Linked DNA regions of Rattus norvegicus: region 1 is linked to region 2. The links are chromatin contacts, called in public Hi-C maps. All regions are on one chromosome and are shown on one strand. The core of a region is the stretch at or near the end of the contact, and the rest is flanking DNA. Distances in the headings are between cores, read along the strand shown.

Region 1 (6,663 bases), core at 2,511-5,010, 170 kb after region 2:
AGAGTTACCCTAAGTAGATTTAAATAATTAAATTCAAAAATTCTCAAACCACTTGCTGTTTCAAATTTATTTCTTTAATAACAACTCAGACTCAGCAACAGGCTGGATTAAGATTTCATTTATTTGAAATTTAAGGGATATCCAGCTCTGGGTGTTGTTTTTAAGTATTTAAGGGGAAATTTGTGCTTGGTGAAAATGAAGAGACGGCACCATTATAAATTCATTTCCTCTATTAGAAGCCGGGCCAGGCCTGCACGCTGCAGCTGTTCCGGGAGGCTGTCTTACAGGCTGGAGGGTGAGCCGCAAGCAGACGACCCTTTGTTTCCCTGGTAGGAAAGATTTGGCCAGCCCCACACCCTCCCCCAAGAACTATTTCCTCAGTGGCGCCAGGCAGTTGGGCAGGATCATCTGGGGTGGTTTTCATGTGGCAGGGCAAGGCATCCTCTGGGATTCCAGGGCAACTTCTAAGGATCCATTTTCACGGTGACCTCAAACTGTGCCTTGTCCCAGACCCCAAAGGCAGAGGCCACCATGGCCTGGGCAGAGTTCACTGACCTCTGGGACAAGCCTTCCAGAGTTCTCAGCAAAGCTGAACGAGACCAAGAAAGCAGGTGTTACATCACAGGTAACCGCCCAGTGGCACTCACAATTCGCACTAACGGTTTTACAAACAAGTGAGTTTCTTATATTCATCGCCACCCCGAGGCATTCATATTCTTTTTAAGTACAGAAACCTTAATTAGATTTTGACCACAGACCCGGGTTTGACTTTCCCTGACAGGGTTTCCATTAGTGTAATCTGTGGGGGAATTCAGTGTTTTAACATCTGTGCGCCTGAGGCCTATCTCGCATTTACTGCAGAACTCTGAAAAGCCTCCCTTGTAAGGGTCTCCATTTCCTTGGCTCCCAATTTCACAGAAGTCATTTCAGCACCAAACAGTAATTAGCAAAGGGATGGGCCTCGGCTGACGTGAATGCAATTCATTGTTTTCTGAGAGGCCCCCCGAACCAAGCAAACAAAGAACACGGTCTAGCTGTCTGGCATTTTATTAACTTGTATTGTGTGGTGCACCTTACTGAAGGGGGATCTTCTGGAGAAACCCAGCAGTTTGTGTGTGGCAACACGCAGACTCGGGAGAATGTTAATTTTACTTCAATTAGGCAAGTTTTGTGGTACCTCAAGCCTGCAATGTAGGACAGCCACTTTTATAATGATCTTCCACATTAACTTTATCATCACCAGACTTTTGCATAAATGCAACCTTTCATCTTTAAAATGCCAACACTTTTTCAATTTTGGCAACCGTACAGCGCTGCTAATTATTTGCTCATTATGTGTGGTTAACTGATGAGTCATTAATAAATGAATGAATGGCTAATATATTTTTATGGTAATTGGAGATATAACTGATTGCAGACTTCCTTAGCTTCTCAAAATGGCACCACGAGTGAGCAGTGCTTCCTAATTGTACACAGAAGAGAGTTATGCCTGACCCAGCGTTTCCCACAGTTGTGGTTTGTCCCTGGCAAATTCCCATCAGCTCTGGGTAACCAGATCAATCCCGGCAGAGGGGAGTCCATGGCAGCACAACCATGCTTCCTCGGTTGTATTTCTGTCGCCGAGCCCACCGATGGACCTCATGGCCGTTTTTGTTACAGACTCCAAGGCTAGACTGTATCTGCTTGGACATTGGTGAGGACGCAGCCGTAACGCTTCTGTGGGTACCTCCCAGTCGCCAATACATAAAGGCTGACACCCAAACACTCACACCATCCAACTGCTACTTGTCTCACTTGGCACGCAATGGAGTCATGGCCAGTGGTCTCCAAGCCCAGCATCTCTCTGGTCAAGGAGTTTAAGGGCAGCCTTGGACGTTGGACGAAGGTCCAGGGACTAAAACCAAGCAAAGCCCCTGGACTCTGTGTGACTCACCATTCCACGGCCGGCCCTCAGGCTCAGAGATGAGCCGGCCGGATTACCAAAATTATACCGACCGCACTATAAATCAGTCAACACCTACAGTTTAAAACAAGGGCTCTGTATTTGTTGACAACTCCTGAGGTAAATGAAAGATAGAACTCTCGCCAAATAAGGCTTGTTTAGCCTCATGCAAACAGACGGAAGATGGAGTTAAAAATGCAGGGGAGATTACCAAACCTTAATTATAATTATTTAACCAGGTGGGTAGTTTTTCCTAATGAACATTTCCATGAAAACAGAATAACTAATGACAGTCTTAAAGAAGCCTTTGTCTTCCCATGTACTAATGATCACATTTATAAATATGCAGCGAGGCCCCGTGTACATTGCTAATGATAAGTAATTAAGGACAGGCGTGGGAAGCCAGGGAAAAGGGTCATGGTAATGCAGGAGAGGGAATTAAAAATGCAATAAAAGTAAGTTGCCTAGAAAAGATTAAATAAACTTGTGGCTTCTCCTCCTTCCAGAAAGAAAAAAAAAGAATGATTTCCTCATTCTCCGGAACACCGTGTCAGGCCAGCCAACGGTTTACTGTGTCCCTTCACGTCCTTGCCCCCCCCCCCATCTAGATTCTGTTTTCAGATACTGTGCCCCACCCCCACCTCAACACCAGTCCCGCAGAGATGGAGTGAGTCCTCACAAAGATGGCCGAATGTATGATTGAAACGTTCGTGGCGGATCATCTCTAAACCGAGCGACTGTCATCAGAGAACCTTTTGACATCACCCTCAGTCTGAGGAACCCTGCCACCCAAGCACTTGGAGCCACTTGAAAGACACCAAGCCTGTCTCTCAGGCAGTGTCTGAGACAGCCATTCAGACTCCCTTCAACATCTCGTCCCCAAATAGAACAGAAATCTGAGGCGCTAAGGGGAAAAAGAAAAAAGGAAAGCGGACTTTGCAAAAAAAAAAAAAAAAAAAAAATCATAAAGTCGTGTTTGGGACCGAATAGGAACCCCAGTGTTCCCTTTAAGCATTAAAGGCACACCAAATGAGTAAGTGGCCTTCTTGGCGAAAGAAAAGAGGCTTATATTTGGATCTCCGAAGCTCTTAAATAAGGGCAATTTTGATTCTCCTTTAAAGTGTCTCCGTAAAGCTCCCAAGCCACTGAGGATTTTTCCCCCTTACAAACATTTTAGACTCCTTGATCTCGAGTCTCTAGAGACCGCACATTCCGTAACTGTTCCACGGGGTTAATCCCTTGGTGGGAGAATCATCTTCTGAGGCTGCGTGGCCGGGTTAACAAGAAGGCAACCTCGATCTGAAGTCAACAGCGGCTTGCAAACATCACAACTTTGGTTTGGGGGGGGGGGGGGGGGCGGTTCTTCTTTAATCTCTCTCTGTATGTTCTCTCTGTCTCTCTGTCTCTCTGTCTCTCTGCATCCCTCCCCCCTCCTCTGGATCTCTCTCCCTCCTTCCCCGTCTCCCTTCCCCTCTGTATCTCTGTGTTCTCTCTATCCACCCTCCCCGCACCCCGCCTTAAACAAGTTCTAAGCAAAACACTCAGGGCTTGGCTGTTTTCTATCCTAAGTCTCCGTATGAATGCAAAATGAATTGTTTTCTGTTTCATAAAATCTTCAACAAGGCCGTACTTCTTCTGTTATCAGGATGTGGTCATCTGCACATAGCTGATTGCACTCTGGCAAAGGCCATTTGGTACCTGAAGCTCACTCCAGCAACCAGGAAGGCCAACAAGGCCCTAGCTCGCAGGCACCGCCTCCCGGGCAGAGCCTCGCTCCCCTCCGGACCGCACAGTCGGTCGAAGGGCACCTCTGCGAGCTTATCCTGACCCCCAGTGGCCGGCCCCGTCATCCATCCGGCCCGCACCGGGTTCCTTTGGGCCAGCACCGCCCTAAGGCTCCTCAGATCCCAGCTTTAATTGACAATTAAAACAAACTTCAGTTCTCACAGGCATCAGCGAGTGAAATTTCGCAACTTGCAAGTTTCACAATTCAATTCCCTTGAAGCAAAACCGACAGTTTCCCTGAGGTTTCACGCCACACCTCGCCATTTGTTGTTTAACTTCCCCCTCAAGTTTCTCTCCCCGCCCCACACACACACTTTTATTTTCGAGTCAGTCGTGGAAGCAGTTTAATTATGTTTCTGGGGTCCAGCATCCCCCTTGCCCAGATGCTGAGTCAGCATGCCTCAGAGCCCCGGGAGCCCGAGTTTAATAACTGCAGAGTAGAGCTCGCAGGGGCTGCACCATCCCCAGGGAAGCATTAATGGCTTCCGCCCACCCTTCCGCTTAAATTCAGGCCACCCTTAGGATGCAGTCAGAAAACCCGCCTGATCCAGGTATGGACGGGGCTGGCCCGATTTAGCAAGTGAATACAGGATGGGTTTGGATTCCAGATACTGCCTTACTCAAGTCTTAATTTAAGTATGCCCCAAATGCAGCCTGGGGTGCATTTGTACTAAAAAGTATATGTGATTCATCTGAAATTCACATTTCGGGCCCTCTGTTTTATTGGGTAACCCTACTAGCAGACAGAGGAGGGGCTGGCTTTTACCAGTTTATAGCTCAGATCCATGGATAGATCAGAGGGCCTGGCTCCTCTGAGAATTAGTGAGAACTTTCGTTGTTTAAGTGTAAGGAAATAAAATGTTGATTACTGGACGCCCTGAAGGGGCTTGGTGTGTTTCCTCTGTCCATTCTTGCAGAGGTGTCCACCCCTCACCCCCAAACCCCAGCAGTGGCTCCTCCCACCTTATCCCTCCCACCCATAGCCAACTCTCCAGTGTTCAGAAGTTCCCCCACCTACCACAGAAGTTAAAGCAAAAGTCAAACACAAGGAAACCACTTGTAGGGGCAACGGATTCATTGCAGCAGCATCTTTAAGAGGTTCAAGAGGCATGACTTCTGCATGCACTGATATGTAGAGGGTTTTTTAAAAACAAGTTTTAAATTACAGTTATTTTCTTTTAAAAAAAACTAATAATAAAAAGCAGATCTATGGCCTTGAGAACATGTACAGATCTGCAAGCCACCTCTGCAAGTTTGTCCGTTAAACCAAACGTTAAATGGGAAATACTTGGCGGGATTTAAAATTAGAGCGGCACACATCACTTACAGATGTTTCGATGCAAAGACATGAGACTGAGCCTCGCCAAGTCATAAACCCCACAATGGTGGTTTTCTTTTTAATATCCCAAGTTAATTTTTATTATATAAGTAGCCATATGAAGAAGGCATTGCGGCCTGCTTGAATTAAATAGGGAAGAGTGGAATCAACGGCGACCCCTTACAGCATATGGCCCAGCAAATCACAGCACAAGGCTTTCCACATCTCATTAACTACAATGAGTACAGTGAGTTTTGTAATCGTGGGAGTGGCGAGCAGTGGCTCACTGTAAGAATTCACGGGGGTGACCCTTGTGCTGAGATAAAGAGGTCATTTGAAATGGGCAGGGTCATCTGGTCAAGACTGATCATGACATTTCTCCATTATTGTTTTAGTTATCACTGGAGCGTGTGTTTCGTTGGGGGGGGGGAATGCCTTTGATAATTTCACTGACAGCAAATAACCCACACACTGTTATTTAATGAGTTCGGGCAGGATTAGCTGACAATAGGAAATATAGTAAAGTGTTTTGATTAGAGCAGGGTTTTAAAAAAAAAACCCTCAGGGCAATGCAGAAGCCACCTACCCCATGGCTCTGCAGGTGAGAGGACTGGAGGGTCTACAGAGCCTGGGGCTGGCCAAGCCGCTGCCTTTGGGCTGCAAATGGTGCTAGGCGACCTCCAGCTGGAACCCACACTCAGAAGTCTGGTTCCTCTTTTGCACAACAAGGAAAAGAAATACTTCTACAGAGGCTCATCACACGGCCTTTGGTTGAGATGAATTACCAATTTACAACCTCTTGTGTTCGGAAGAAGCAAACTGTGCTCTTTTGAGGCAAGAATCAGGAACCTAAAATCATTCAGGCTTTCTTGTTTATAAGGACAGACCAAAAATCCATTTTCCCTCTGCTCTGAGCCCTTTCAATGGGGAGTTAGTTTGTCACCATCTGCACTAATAGACGTGGACTGGTGCGTGTGGAAGCGCACACAGAGGGGAAGGGGGGAGTGAGAGGGTTGTAAACGGTTGCAAATGGCTCTCCTGCCGAGATAACAGCAGTGCACAGTGGGCCTCAGTAGTCACACTTTAAGAATGGGCGTTTGGCTTCCCCTCACAGGGCTTAGAGGGAAAGGATGTGCTTCCAAACTGCCACAGATTAAGAAGGTTCCTTCTTCTAGGGAGAGACTAGCTTTCTAACTGCACCTTCCCTCAAAGCTCCAAGCCTGAGAACCAGAAGAAGCAGTCAGCCCGGGGAGCTGGGTGACAACTGGACCAACTGAAGCCCCGAAATAGGAAGTCGTAGGCCAAGGGGCACAGAAGCCAGGGCACCAAGGACAGAAGTGCCAGACAATAGAGAAGTGGTTAGACAACCGTGCCTAAGACTGGCCCTTGGGAACAAGTGGTCACAGGAAAGAGCTGTGGAGGGAAGGCAAAGGCACACACACAGGGACACGGACACACACACAGGGACATGGACACACACATGCACACACACACACACACACACACACGCAGGGACAGACACACACAGGGACAGACACACACACACAGGGACAGACACAGGGATACACACACAGGGACATACACACACACAGGGACAGACACAGGGATACACACACAC
Region 2 (6,784 bases), core at 3,160-5,659:
TAATTACTGGATGTTGAAACAGAACACCTCCTAGAAGCATTCATGTGCGTCAGTCTATCAAACCATTTACTTAAATTAAATGTGTAATCCTTCAAATGCCTCCTTTCAAATTAATGAGTTTAAGTAGCTTGAGTTCACCTGAAAAGATCCTATAGGCACCTGACCTCCTGAATTCTTTCCCTTAGCTGCCCTGAAGCCTGTTGGAAAAGACTGCTTACAAGGACATATGACTGCTCCATACATCGCTTTAAAATGCTCGATTAGCATAATCCTATCCTCGCTTTTGGGGATCAAGGGCAGCGCTACAAATGGCAACCTCAATATTCTTCAAGGGGGGGGAAACCCCCACAAATTCTCCAACAAAAGCCAGACACCAACAGCAAGCACGCCGAGCCTCTCCAGCGAATCTATGAAGAAAAACACTACTAGTTCTCGTTTTTATTTTATTATTATTATTATTATTATTATTGTTGTTGTTGTTACTTATAAAAAGAATTACAAGTCTTTAAACCGATGGGTAATCAGTGTTTCTCACAAGGAGCACTAAGAATGAGTCACAGCACTCTGCTCAAAAAAAAAAAAAAAGTTGAAAAGTGCTTACGTAAATATCTTAATTAGCCATCGCTAGAGATGAATAATTTCTCACTAACTGCACTTTTATTTTTAAGTAAACCTTTTGTCTCTGGGTGTCTGTGTGAGTCTCTGCCTACCTGGGAGAAAGCACCTGAACATTTTAGATACGATTACTTTTAACTTGAACCCCAAGCTGAGGCCACACTTAGAATTTAATCCAAGGGGTGTTCAACCTTGTATACCAGACCCGAGTTTTTAACTTTAGTTTGGCATCAAATACTGTAAAATTAACACATGCTTTCTTGAGTCCCTTAAATGCTGCCAATTAGAGAGTTTTTGTTTTTTAAGTGAAGTCTGTCACGCATTCCCACAGATGTCTGCTCCTTCCTTAAACCCCTGGTAACCCCTGGCCTTGCTCCTGCTGGGCTCACCCATCTGGCTGAAAGGCAGCCAACTTACCTAATGTAGTCATTTCTGCAAAGGATCATGCCGCTCTTGGTGTAACAGGACGTGCCGATGTCGCCCAGCTGCGCCTGGCAGCAGGAGCACTTGAGGCAGCGGCTGTGCCAGTAGCTGTCCATGGCATAGAGCAGAAAGCGGTCCGCAATCTTGCCCCCGCAGCCTGCGCAGCGCTTCCAGGAGAGGGAGCCGGCCGTCACCGGGGGCGGCTGCGAGCTGCTGCCCGGATTCACCATGGTCTGGGGAGAGAGAAAGACAAAACGGGCGATGCAAAAGTTAGAAGTCGATCGCTGGGCGCCTGAAGCCAGCGCGCTCCCCTCCTCCCTCCCCGGAGTGGCTGCAGGAGAAGCAGCAGCAGGGCCAGGGCGGGAAGGAGGCCGGTCGGAGAGAAGGGAAAGAGGGAGGCTCGCCGGCAGCAGCCGCCTGTTTACTTTTCTCAAGCTTTGTTCTGGGGCCACGAGCTGCTCTCAACTTTCCAAAGCGCTCGCCGCTGACAATTTCAGCTCGGGGACTGTCAAAACTCTGAGAGCTAGGCTCGGTGGCGCGCTCCACCCCTCGCGGCGCCTCCTCCTCCTCCCCCTCCTCCTCCCAGCGCCCGCCTCCGCCCGCTCCTCCCGCTGCCGCCCGCCTCCAGCAAATGAGGGTCAAACCCACCCACCGCCGCGCCCGGCCCCTCCCCAGCCCCCGCCGAGCCCCGCGAGCCAGCCGCGGGCCGCTGGAGGTGGCCGCCCCGCCGCAGCCACGTTCCCTCCCGAGCTCTGCCTAGGGAAGTGAGGCTGCAATTCACAAGTTGCAAATAGTTCGGGGTTTTCGGCAAGGCCGGGGCTGGGGAGGAAGGAGGAGAGAGGAGGAAGGGAAAGGCCGAGGGGGAGATGGAGGTGGTGGGAGGGGAGGCAAGGTGGCGAGAGGGGAGTGGGGGGGGGTTGCCGGGTGTAAAGTTGCGAAACTGGTTTTTCGTATTTTAAACAGCACCTTTCACATGCCATTGTGGTGACCGCCATCTCCCATTATTGTTCCAAATCTCATTTCATTTTGAAGATCAATGAGTGTTTTCAGGACACAGGCAAGGATAATAGATCATTGAACTTTAGGATGCCTGTTAACTTCCTATACAAACACTCTCCACTTTGGTCTCGCTAATCTGCCCTTGATCAGCAATTTAAATGCGAGAGCTTTGCCCCCCCCCCCATGAGAGGGGGGTTATATGTGAGGAGGCACTATTGAGGGACACACAAGTTAAATTCAAGCCAGTCTTCTTGATGTCACGAAAAACTGCTTTTAAACATATCTCTCTCTCTCTCTCTCTCTCTCTCTCTCTCTCTCTCTCTCTCTCTCTCTAACTGGGGTATAATATAGGAATCAATTTATAAAGCTTAGCTTAAACCGATTAATTTGTTGCCTCCAATCCGGAGTCCAATAAAGTCCTAGTGTTTCTCCAGTCACTTATTCTATAAAAAGATCAAGTTATTTACTGCCAATTAAGCAGCTTGTTTTGTCTTTGTCCTCTGTAAGGCGAGAGTGTGGGCTTCCCCCCCAGGCTCCCAGCTATCGGCTCAAGACATTCAGCTGATACCTCAGAAGGGAGAGGGTGAACTTTGTCTGTCCCCAAGCCCAACTTCACTGCTGCAAAGAACCGGGGAGAGGGAACGAAAGAAGGACTCGGGTTCCTTAAATAGGCCGATTTTAAACACATTTCCTCCGAAAGAGTCCCGGAACGTGTGTCCAGTGACCGCACAATAAACCAGAATAAGAACTGCACCAATTAAGCTGTAACAAAACCCTGAGACTCTGGAACCAGGACCGCTCTAAAACCCATTAGCATTGCATTTATCCGAATGCATCATACCTTTATGTAAATTGATTTATCTGATGCATTTACTCGAGGAATTGCTTTTTGTTACAATTTCAGCCCTGACCCAAATGAATCTGCATTTCCTGCCCTAGGTCTTTAAACTGTTCCCCCACCACCACCACTCCTCAACGTTTTAATCGCTCCGAATTCCTTTTTTAAAAGGGAGGGGGAGGGAGGAGATTCCAAGCTGCTCCCCGCCCCCATCTTTAGTGAGAGGTAAATATATATGTATATTTTTTTTGAAAAGGAAACATTACACTGAGAAAAGCATCCAGTAACCCCATTAGCTAAAGCTCTTAAGGACAAGCAATACCTTAATGCTGATTAAATCTAAGAGAGATGAATCAGGAGGACTGACCAGAAACTGACTCCCCTGATAACTAAGGACGGGCCCTCATCAAGTTTCATTTAGAGTTGGAAAAAAAAAAAGAAAGCTTTTAAGTTAAATAGGCTTATACTCTAGTAATTACATAGCCAAGCAATTTAGGTCCTGGGACAGTCAGTGAAATAGAAAGCAGAGCTGGCAGCTAGAGGCAAAATCTGCCCCCCTTTAACAACGTCTCTGGTGTTTTTTAATGGAGACCAAGGGAGGGACAACCGTAGCGCTGGCCATTTGTAGTACAAAAATGGATGCTTAATTCATGTCTTGATTTTAATTAGGTGATTCACCGGATTTCTCCTGGATTGGAACAAAAGACTTATAAGCCAAGAGGAATTCTTTTAAAAAGAATCAGCAATGCCGGATCCCTGGTCACTTGGAGCTTTTCGATCCCTGTTTCAAATAGTGTTGGGGGGGGGTCATGACTATCGCCCCCACCCACACACACCACTTCTCATCTAAGCAGCCCCTGCCTTTCCTTTAGGAACTGGAACTGCCCCCCAGCCCTCTCCAGGGTCCCCATCAGCCCGGTCTCCAAGAAGAACCCTTTTGTAAGCAAGGAACCGCTACAAAGCTGGCGGCCCCGGGCTGCCCTCCGTGCTAGCTCGCAGGCCGGCCTCGGGTAGTTTCAGACTCACGCATTATCTAAGGCGACGTATTGTTTACTTGCAATTTGGGACGGTCAAGGGAAGGAAGCCAAAGAAAACAGCCCCGGCCCCGATCAGCTCCCCCCTCCCTCCCTCCCTCGTCCCCTCCGGGCCCGCGGCGCCCCCAGCCACCCCCTTACCTGTTTCTCCCCTATATTGCAACACTGCGAGAGGCGGCGGCGGCGGCGAAATGCGAGCGGAGCCGCTCGGCTTCCAGGGCAGGGGCGCCGGGGCTGGCGGAGCTGGAGGGAGGGAGGGAGTTCTCGCAGAAGCAGGAAAGGGGAGGAGGGGGCTAAGGGCTGCTTTTTTTTTTTTTTTAATCGCGTGGCTCTGGGGCGGGTAGACGGAGCCCCACGCTAAGTGGCAGGCGGCCCGGCGCAGAAGTGTCAAGTCTCAGCCCGAGGGTCCGGGTCCTCAGCCCCCGGCTGCGCGCGAGGAGCAGCTGCAGGCGCCCTCGGCCCGGCCCGCGCGGCGCAGCGGCAGCCACTGCTGCAATCGCGGCTGCAAGTTTGGCAATGTGGCTTCACTTTGTACGCGCCCCCGCCCCCGCCGCGCCCGCGCTCCTCCTCCTCCGCCGCCGCCTTCCTCCCGCCCGCCGCCGGCAGCTCGGCCGAGTCCCCCCCCTCCCGCGACCTGCGGCCCGGGAGAGTGGCGGTGCAGCCTCGGTCCCGCGGCCGGTGCGAGGGCGCACGGAGTGGGGAGCTGCGGACCGGCGGAGAGCGCTGGACCGATCGGCTGCCCCGCTGCTGCTGCCCGGCTCGGAGGCGGCGGCGCGGGCCTCTAGCCGGCTCGCTCGCTCCTTCGGCGGCGCTTACACATGTGTTACTGACAGAGCAGAATCCCAACTACTCCCCGGCTCTGCCGCCGACGTCAGCGACCCTCAGCCACTGGGCGGCCGGATTGTTCAGGCGGAATAATAAAACCTGCCAATCCGGGGAAGGACAAAGGGTGACTGAAACGAGACTCGGGGGGCGGGGAGCGAGGCGGGCGACTGAGCGGGCCGGGCCCGGGAAGGCGGGGGGGGGCTGGGGTCGGGGGACGAAAAGGGACCCGGGAGGTGCGGGGGACGCGGCCAGCGAGCGCGTGCCCAGGCTCGGGACCACACCTGCCTGCCTAGCTCGCGGGGACGCGTGGAGCCCGCCCCCGCAGGGCCTCGGGGATCGCCTTCCGTGGCTCAGAGAACAGACCCTCGGGAAACTTACTTTCCCCGAAATGGGTCTCTTCCTGTTAGGGTAGAGGATTCATTCTGCCGGAGGGAGGTGCAAAAGCGGGTGTTTTGTTTAATCCTTCGGGTTGCAGATTTGAAAACCTTAGGCAAAAGTGGGAAGTAGTTCCTACCTAAGTACTGCCTGCTTAACCCCATCTTGCTCCCATTAACCCCAGCATAAACTGGAAGGGGCAGGCACTTCATAGATGCTTGTCAGTTGCTGGTGGGTGCAGATTACACTCAGAGATGAAGAAAACTTCATGGGCAACGGTTTTTGCTCACCGTTCTGCCTCAGTGTGGAGGATGAGATGCTAGCTCCCCTCATAGCCCCCTAAAGCGATGCAAACATTTGCCAGACCGGCTAGCTCACAACCCTGAGAAAGGAACACTAGTCGTTTCCCGTACAAATCAAAGGTTTGAGGAACGCTAGCTAGCTTCGGAGCCTCTTCCCAGGGCCAGAGCTCAGCCTAGATCCTTGAACATCGAGTTATTCAACTTCACTCTGCCAAATAGGTTTAATAAATCTCCGATCTGAGGTTAATATTGGGGTTGATTATTAATAGTAAGTTCCAGAGAGATTTTTCTGTTGGAAATTATCATGGAAATGCAAAAGCTGTATTGCTAAGTATCATTAACCAAAACCAGCCTTGTGGGAGAAGCTTTCATACCGTGTTACACACAGGGCTGCTAGATTGAAGAAAGGAAGTTGAAGAAAAATCAGGCAGAACATCTACAGTCCTAGCAGCTGTGTGCAGAATCCGGGTTCTTTAAACTGCCAGATTACGGCGAAGGAATAAATATTGCCCATGAAACCAGGAAGAGGATGTTTTTAATGCCAGTTAAAAATACTCATTTCTGTATTCTAGCTCCTTGGATCCCTAGCACGTTACACTTAAAAATTATCCTCATGGATTTGTATTTAACGTTGCGTGCTTGGGATCATGGACCTTGTGCACGTATTAAAAGCTTTTTTATATTAAAAAATATGGACGTGGTAATAATCAGAATGTGCTATACAGAAAACAGCCGCGGAGACGTGATGAAAACAGGCCAATTTAGGAAAGATACTTTTTTTTTAAGTCCAAACAAAAAATTCAACAAAACAAAACAATAACCTCGGAGGAGGAGAGGACACTATTAAGATATAAGACATTATAATTCCTCGGTTCGATTTTGACTCCTTACAATTTAAATCAATCAAAACTCGGTGATCAGGGATTTTTGCTCTTTAAGACCAGACTCGAAGTAGAACTTCTGCTTCCCCCATAAGTTCTGGGATTTCAGGCCTGCCTTGCCTAGCTGGTATAAGATCTTCATGTCTATTGTTGTATTAAAATAGATCCTACGAGAAGATTTCCATATCTGTACAAACACTTTATCTAAAAAAGAAGAAGAAATCAAGCTGTATTGTCCTTTTTTTTTCTTTTAAATTATTTTTTAAAAAAACAAGGACACATAACATTCAGCATCATGGTGAGTTATGGTGTTTTCTAAAGTATGACCAATAAGATGGATATTTAATTCTAAAATGAAATATTATAAATTTAAGCAAGAATGGGCTCAGGTACCACCAAATGATTCTCTAAGGGTCTGGGTGGGTTTTGTGGAGGGAAGGAATGGGGAAGGCCTGAAGGATGGGACTTTGAACCTGTGTCTCTAGGCTACCC

What was found. Hi-C and Micro-C count contacts between places; a contact is called where the count stands out from the background.
Region 1: a Hi-C map of Schwann cells shows a contact between it and region 2, with 5 times the contacts expected there. The contact joins the enhancer-like site here to the promoter of Lmo4 in region 2. A contact is called at or near these places in 1 of 12 Hi-C or Micro-C datasets (Schwann cells) and 1 of 1 datasets of contacts at active chromatin or transcription factors (oligodendrocytes).

The regions. Positions count from the first base shown.
Region 1 is chr2:236,112,036-236,118,698 of GRCr8, forward strand. No RefSeq gene overlaps it. Among named protein-coding and RNA genes, the nearest start is that of Lmo4, 170 kb to the left of the region's middle. Within about 2 kb of position 3,761, at least 8 of the 93 cell types and tissues checked have an H3K27ac peak or open chromatin away from gene starts, as enhancers often do. A contact at or near this core is called in Schwann cells, where this site is marked.
Region 2 is chr2:235,936,866-235,943,649 of GRCr8, forward strand. It overlaps Lmo4 (LIM domain only 4), which reads right to left and starts at 4,410. Exons shown (of 5, transcript NM_001009708.1): 1 at 4,051-4,410; 2 at 1,033-1,271. The coding sequence starts at 1,268.